2 separate regions of the Mus musculus genome follow, and region 1 is linked to region 2. The links are chromatin contacts, called in public capture Hi-C maps. All regions are on one chromosome and are shown on one strand. Each heading gives the region's core, a stretch centred on a gene start, on an enhancer-like site or on the middle of the called end of the contact. The rest is flanking DNA. Distances are from core to core; before and after follow the strand shown.

Evidence for each region. Capture Hi-C pulls out chosen DNA fragments and counts their contacts.
Region 1: a contact with region 2 is called in a capture Hi-C map of embryonic stem cells, with 3 times the contacts expected there. The contact joins the promoter of Tnfrsf8 here to the promoter of Aadacl4 in region 2. A contact is called at or near these places in 9 of 39 promoter capture datasets (the 3T3-L1 cell line, HPC-7-derived erythroid cells, cranial neural crest and 6 more) and 1 of 9 other capture datasets (embryonic stem cells).

What each region holds. Positions count from the first base shown.
Region 1 is chr4:145,313,207-145,317,102 of GRCm38.p6, forward strand. Tnfrsf8 (tumor necrosis factor receptor superfamily, member 8) reads right to left here and starts at 1,958. Exons shown (of 13, transcript NM_009401.3): 1 at 1,816-1,958. The coding sequence starts at 1,878.
Region 2 is chr4:144,612,418-144,616,568 of GRCm38.p6, forward strand. Aadacl4 (arylacetamide deacetylase like 4) reads left to right here and starts at 1,290. Exons shown (of 4, transcript NM_001081248.1): 1 at 1,290-1,457. The coding sequence starts at 1,290.

The DNA of each region.
Region 1 (3,896 bases), core at 708-3,207, 700 kb after region 2:
ACAGACAAACTGAGCATGTGGACCAGTTGGTAGAGTGCTTGCCTAGCACACCCAAAGCCCCAAGCTCAATCTCATACACTGCATACATGGCATATGGTAGTGCATACCTGCAACCTAAGCAATCAGGAAGTGGAAGGAGAAGGACCAGTTCAAGGCCATCCTTGGCTACATAGCAAACTGGGGGCCAACCTGAGCTACATGAGACCTTGTCCAAAAAAAAAAAAAAAAAAAAAAAAAAGCAGTTGGTAGTACATGCCTTTAATCTCAGCACTCAGGAGACAGAAGCAGGCTGACCTCTGTGATTTCAAGGCCATCCTGCTCTACCGAGTGAATCTCAGGACAACCAGGGCTACGCAGAGAAATCCTGTCTCGAAAAATAATTAATTAATTGAAATAAATAAATAAAAAGAGAAACCCCTATATATTTCTATAAAAGTGATCCAAATACAGATATGCTTTTATAGATGCTGTAAATAGCAGTAAAACAAGAACATGCTTACAGCTTAGAAGATATTGGTATAAAACAATTAGCTCTATCATAGCATTTATACTTTTTTGTTTGGGGGCATTTTCACACATTCCAGGTAGTAGTAAGTACACGGCTTTAATTGTAAAACATGTTTTCACAGGCCTGTGAGATGGTTCTGTGGGTAAAGGCACTAGCTGCCAAACCTGATGACCTGAGTTCTATTCCTGGAACCCACAGGGTCAAAGGAGAGAACCAACTCCCAGAGTTGTCCTTAAACCTACATACTCATGTAAGAATGTGCCATGCCCTGATCAAAAAATGTTTCGACTTAGTAGGAGAAAAGAAACCAAACCTCCCCACTTTCACATCCTACTTTTTCCTTCATCTTCCAGGGTCCTTGTTGCTCCAAACTCTTACCTTCCCCGAATGAGGGCTTCGGGCATGGGGGTGAGGTAGGGTAGGACGGCTCCTCTGCTCACTTCTGCCCTCTGCAGGGCAGGTGTCACACTGCCCACTGGAGATGAAAGGGACACCTTCCTACCATCTCTCTCCTGCCCTCTCTCCTCCCTTGTCTTCACACCTCTCTAGCAGAGACACCTCATGTCCAGCAAGCCTGCTGCTGTCCCTTGTCTCCCTCCCCCAGCTACCATTCAGCCATGCACTTTTTTCTTCCATGTAGACCTTAGGTTCCGTAAAGAAGATTATCTGAGTGGCTCTTCAAAGTCCTGTCTCCTTCCCACACACTAATGCCTAGTGTGGCATTGGCCCCTAGGAATTGTTCAGTTTTCCTAACTCATTGACCAGACTTATTTCTGGGGCTTTCAACTATAGAACCAGAGACAGCACTGACTTGCTCCTGGGACAAATATCCACCATGTGCTTGCTCCAGGGCACCCAGCCCACATCACCAGCTGGCCAGACCCCCACCTTTGCTCTCATTCACCCCCTCCTCTCTTTCCTCAGCCCTTCCAGCCTACGGATGCACAAACAACCCGTTATCATCCTCTGGCAAAACAAGGGCATACTCAAGTTTCTCTATCCAGGACCCCCTCTGGGGCAGCAGTAACAGAACAGGAAAGGAACAGCTTTCTCTTGCTCCGGGTTCAACTCACGGATAATGAAGGAGCAAACTGCTCCCAACTATCGACTACCTGCGTTTGTGACGAGAGAAGCTCTAACTTTACTCTTCAGTTATCCACCCACCTGTGGATGCTTGCATATTTTAGTTGCCTCCTGTGCCCCCTCACTCTAGTTTGAGTTGGGGAATAAGGTGAGAGGTTGCCTTGTCCTCCTTTACTCTAGCCACTGCTCTCGCACAGTGTCCGGGGCTACTGTCATTCCCTTACCGTTGGGAAGGCTTGAAGCATCCCCAGGAACAGCAACCCCGCTGCGGTGAGTAGGGCGCTCATCTTGGCTTCCCGAGTCTCCAGCGCCTGGCCACCTGCCGGCACCCTGACTCTCCCGCGGTGAAATCACTTCTAATGTGACTGCGCCTTCCTAACCCTTCTTCGGGTTCAGCCCTAATCCTTCCCTCCCCCACCCTCTTACCACCTGTGATGCAGCGATCTGCCTGCCTGTGAAGCCTAAGAGAGAAGGGGCCACCACGTGCAGAGATGACTCAGGGCTAGCCACAGCGCACGCACGCAGGGGGCTCCCCTGCGTTTTGAATGATCCGCCCCGGATTTGAAGAGGAACCGGGAAGCCGGCTCAGCTCTAAAGGTACAGGACTCAGGAGTCTGAGAGGTACAGAATCCTGAGGCCTCTAGCCCCATTCCCCACCCCCAGGAAGGGTGAGATTCTAAGCCCACATCATCAGGATTCTTTGGAAGGGACAGAGTGAGGAGAGTTTCGAGAAAAATGAGCACTTCTTCATTGTAACATTTGCTGTAAAGTAAAGCCAGCCCTGCACGGGGAATGAATGGGCGAATAGAGAACAAATGGATGGAAGTGTGGGTGGGAGGATGAGGGAATGGATGGATGGGTAGATGGGTGAGGAAGATGAGAACAAATGCATAAATGGATGAGGGGATGGATGAATTGATGGATGAGTGGAAAGAGAACACGTGGATTGGAATATGGATGGATGGATGGATGGATGGATGGATGGATGGAAGCAAGGAAGGATGGATGGGCAGATGGGGTAGGTGAATAGAGAACAAATGAGTGATGAAGTGGACGGATGGTAAATGGATGAGAGGGTCACAGAATGAAGGGATGGGTGGATGGATGAAAAGATATCTGTGAATGGTTAAGTGAGTGGGAGGGTTGGGGAATGAATGAAGAGATTAGGTAATGGATATATGGATGGATGGGTAGATGGATGAGTAGGTAGATGATGGGAGGACTGATGAGATGAGGGAATGAATGGATATGGGGTAAAGGGGAAATGGATGCATAAAGCAATAGATGGATTAGTGGATGCCTGCATGGAGCATGGGTAGGCAGGTGGGTGGACTGACCAGTGAACGAACTATGTGAAGACTAGGGCATATGTTAATCAATCCACAGGTATCCCTGCCCTTTTTTGCCTGGTGGATATAGCTGGCACCCTGGAGCCTCACCTGAAGTCTGCCTTATTCTATTCCCCAAGCTGCTGTTCGAATGTGGGGCTCCTCGGACTCCAGGCTCTCCTGATTGCTTCTGTGAGTACTGGCAGCACATGGTCACTGCTGAGCACTGACTAGCAGGTGCTCACTGCTTTTGTCTGGTATTGCTTTGTTTTCAAACATAGAAACCAACACCGAGAAAACAGGCATGCTACCTATGTGCTCTAAAGATGGGAGAGTGGCTTCTTTCAAGCCCAGAATGATGCAAGGGCCTTTTGGCTTCCACATTTTAGTCTAGCTTTCAGTGTTGTTAGAGATTCCCACAGGGCACCAGCTGCCACTTCCTACCAGGATTTTCCAAAGTCCCTACGAACTTTCCATTTCACACATAGGCCTCTTTGAGGTCCACATCCTACCTGGAAAATCCACCCCTAATGTGCCACTTCCATAGAGCCACTCCAGACCCTCCCCTCCCTGATGATGAAAGATCCAGCTTCGAATAATCACAGGGTCAGGAAGGGGCAGAGGAACCTGGAGCCCATGCTTCCCAAAATGCAGCAGGTGTTCACAATGAACTGGTGCAGGTAAGACACTCACGGATGTAGCATCCAAATAGCTTGCACCAGCTTGAACCAAATAAAAAACACACATTGTGAAAGTCCAACCTTCCTAGTAACCAAAGGCATGCAAATGAAAGCAGCCTTTGTTAGTCTTCTGGGCCTTCAAGTCATTTGTGGGGTTTTTAATTCATAATAATAGTTACGGGGGAAAGCGAGAGAAAACAGAACTTCATTCTTCTGTACTGACTAGTGGTGCAACCGCTCTCAGAAAGCATCCTTGTCAAAAAGTCCTTGTTAGCAAAAGCAAAAGAACAAAATTTT
Region 2 (4,151 bases), core at 40-2,539:
GTGCAGAAGGGGTTCATGCCTCTTGGTATTCAGTGAAGGGTCAGAGTACAGGGGTCTATGCTCATGTAAGACCTCTCCCTTTGTGCCCAGCAGATGGATGCTTCAAAAGTTCATGTCTGGTTCTTCTTTGGAATCCTGACAGTAGAGAAGCCCTAAGTACCATCAGAATGAATGGAAATATGCAACCTCAGAAGGTGGAAGATGGGGGCGCCCTCTAGAAATTACCAGAGATCTGGGAGGTGAGAGACTCTCAGGACATAAAGGGAGGGACCTTAGATGAAATTCCCATCAGTGGGGAAAGGGAACTAGTAGAGTCCACCTCTAGTAGAATGACAGGACATCAAGTGGAGGGATGGGGTTGCCATCCCACGGTCAAAAGCTCTACCCAGAATTGTACCTGTCAAAAAGAACTGCAGTGACAAAAAAGGAGATGAGACTGAAGGAAAGGCGGTCCAGTGACTGGCATAACTAAGGATCCATCTCAAGGGGAAGCTCCAAAACCTGATACTATTACTGGTGCTCTGAGAGGCCCAACAAGCAGCTGACTGAGACAGATGCAGATACTTACAGCCAACCATTAGACTGAAGTCAGGGACCCCCGTGGCTGAATTAGGGAAAGGCTGGAAAAAGCTGAGGAGGAAAGTGACCCCATAGGAAAACCAGCAGCCTCAACTAACCAGGACCCCTGAGATCTCTCAGACACTGACCCACCAGCCATGCAGCCTACATGAGCTGGTCTGAGGCTCCCAACACATATATAGCTGAGGACTGCCTGGTCTGGCCTCAGTGGGAGAAGACATGCTTAACTCTAGAGAGGGGAGTGCTTGGCCATGGGGGACATCCTCTTAGAGACAGGAAGGAGGAGGAATGGGATGAAGGAATGTGGGAGAGTGGACAGGGAGAGGAGTAATGACTGGATTGCAAAAAATTAAAGTAGTAGTAGTGATCATCATCATCATCATCATCATTATCATCATCACCATCATCATCACCATCAACAACAACAACCTCCATAAAACAAAAAACAAACAAACAAACAAAAATCCCCAACTTTGGTCATCTGTGATGGCTTTCCTAATCCATTTGCTCCTTGGGGAGCAGGTTCCTCTGGCTCCTGTTGATTTGTGTGGTTATTTCAGAGGCTAGATCAGGCCACTGAGTCAGGTGCAGTCTGAAAGAAGGGAGTGGAGGTGGCAGGTCATAAAACTGGGTCAGTTGTTCTCAAGGAATATCTTCAGGGCAGCACCTTCTCAGGACCTCAGATAGCAGTTTCTCAGAGGCTCAGTACCATGGCTATCCCGTGGCTGGTGCTGCTAGTGAGCCTGTCTACCTTTTATCTGGGAGTCTTCATATGGACTGTCATTCAGCACTTTCTCACTGTGGAAATTCCCTCTGCCTTGAAGCATCCTGTCAAGTTCAGACTTCTGCATTGTTTAATGCTGTACATAATTACTCTGGTGAGTCTGCTCTTGGGGGCAGTATGGTTTTCAGTGTTCATCTCTGTAGTTTTCCCTTCTATTATTCTCCCATAACTAGATTCCCTACCAGTATGAGCAACTATGTTCTTGTATCTTAGAAACATGGAAATATTGTGTTTCTGTCTATCCCTTGTTCCCTCTCTCTTCCCTCCCTGCCTTCATCTTGTTTTTGTTCTTACTTTTTAAAGACAGTATATTGTGGAGTTTAGGCTGGCGTTGAATTCACTATGTATCCAGAAATGACCTGAGGCTCCTGTTTGTCCAACTGCTATCTTCCTAGTGCTGGGATTAGAACTCTTATCTTCCAAGTGCTGTGGATAGAGTTGTACAATACCATGCTTGGTTAGTGTGGTTCTGAGGGCCAGACTGAGCTTGCACACTAGGTCAGCACTCTATTTAGCTATACCCCCAGCTCTTCCTTTGTGTTTAAAGTTTTGAGATAAGTGTCTCATGATGTTGAAGTAGTTGTCTTTTGATTTCCACCATGTGAGGACTAAGATTGGATTCAGGCATCACTACTCATTAACTAGACTCTATTTCTGAGGACAGAAAAATTATTTCAGCCAGTTTCTCCTCAAGATAGATCCATGACTCAGCGTGTCTGACACCTTCAACAGCAGCCCCCTACTGCCTTCTACTCACTTGCTTCTAGGTATTTTGTTGCATACTTGTGAACATCTGGGAACCACTGACTATTTCTCAGCAGGAGCCCTTTGCAGGTCAAATCAATGTGTTGATGCATGTATCCAGCTTTTTAGCACGGCTGCCTGGGTGGCTGGACTCTGCATTTTCCTTTGTTGCTGACTGGGGATAGGAACCAAAGCCTATCCTTGGTAGAGTAGGTTTGGAAAGAAAGTTTGGCTTTGTGTGGGAAGTAAACAGTTTGAAGAACATAATGTCTCAATCTTGGCTGAAAGCCTGAAGTGTCCAAAGTTCATAAGTGATTACTTCAGATGGCAGCTACAGTGGAGAAGAGAGGTAGAGAAGAGAGGGGTAAAAAGAAGCTGCAGCCAAGCTGTCTGTTAAGCATCTCTGTTCTACTCTCACTGGCTGCAAGAACCCTTTGCTTAATCTCTATGTATGTCAGAGTCTCCCTCTTCAAGGCAGGCAACATTCTCTGTCTTGTGAGGTCAATATACATATTACATAGCATATGACAAAGAATAATAGGTTTCATATGTGACTTTAAAACGTAATGTGTCCCTGTGTTGTTGGATTTTCCTCCACAATGGACCACACCTAGTGGAGTGAGCAAACCTTGTTCAATACAATAATTGAAATATTTTGGCCTCAACCATTCATTCACCGTTATCTGCAAGTACTTTCCTAAAGGTCAAACTGTTTCAAGCCCATGGACTGTGTAGAACTACAGGATAGTTTGGAGCCCTGGAAGAGCCAAATTTACCAGAAACACTACACTCTTTCCAACCTGTAGTTTCTTTTCTACAGCATCACATCTAGTTCACAATTGTGGGAAATGTGAACGTCATCTAAAAAAACAAAACAAAACAAAACAACAAAACCCTACACAAAACAGTGTAATTCTCTGATGTATCTAATGGCCTTTTAGAATGTGAGTCTAAGTTTAACACCATATGCTCTTCAATATTCCCAAACAAATATTTTTGTTATTCTAGAGGTGGAGGCTGAGAGAGGAAGAAGTTATTATCTTTGCTATCAGATGCCTCATTGGGTAGTATGGGTGATCATATTTTAACAGTGAAGTCATAGGCAATTTCTAAGGAAGTCAGACAAGTATTGTGAAGGTATGTAAGGATTACACAGCTATCATTACAAAGGGTGACAGTTTGGGCCCATCCACCCAAGAGCAGGTAAGAAAGGCTCCCAGTGAAAAAGGAGAAAGCTGCTTGAATAAGAGGTATAGTCAATCTTTTCTTGAGGGAGTGAGGGTTGGAACCAAACTGCACTATTAAGGGCTGCCTTGAAATTTGAGGGGGTTGAGAGCTAAGTTGACAAAGGTCTAGCCCGGCTCATCAGATCATGTACTCTTGATAGGAGGCAGGGGAGGCTTGTAGGCTAAACTCTTTCTCTCTCCTAAAACTCAAACAGGAAAACCATGATTTGGAGCCCTCTTTGGGGAGTTCTTTCATAGAACAATGGATCACCCCACCGAACTTTGAACTAAAAACAAATTCATTTATCCTATGCCCGGATCCTGCTCTGCTGGGTCTCATCAGTAACTTCCTTCTCTGAGGGAAGTTCTACCTGATCGTTCACCTCTTCCCTGGCTCCCTTCCATAGATAACATTCACCCAGTGAATCTCCACAATAACGATGTACAGTGTTTTTCACTTAGCTGGTGATTGCCTCAGCCTTTAGTTTATGTCTGCTTTGTTCCAGACCAGGTGCAAGCTCTTTCTAATTTCTTAATCAAAAACTCACCTTCTGGGAGCCTCCTCCAGAGGAACTATCTCAACCTGGGGAACCTAATTCAACCATAGCAGTCCATAATTTCAGTCTAATGGTTAGGTGTAAGTATCTGCATCTGACTCAATCAGCTGCTGGTTGGGCCTCTCAGAGGACAGCCATACTAGGCTGCCGACTGTAAGCACATTGCAGCAGCAGTAATAGTGCTAGACTCCGGTGCCTCTCTCCCCCATGAGATGCTTTATTTTTGAGATTATAATTATATAATTTTCCCTGGTTATCCAA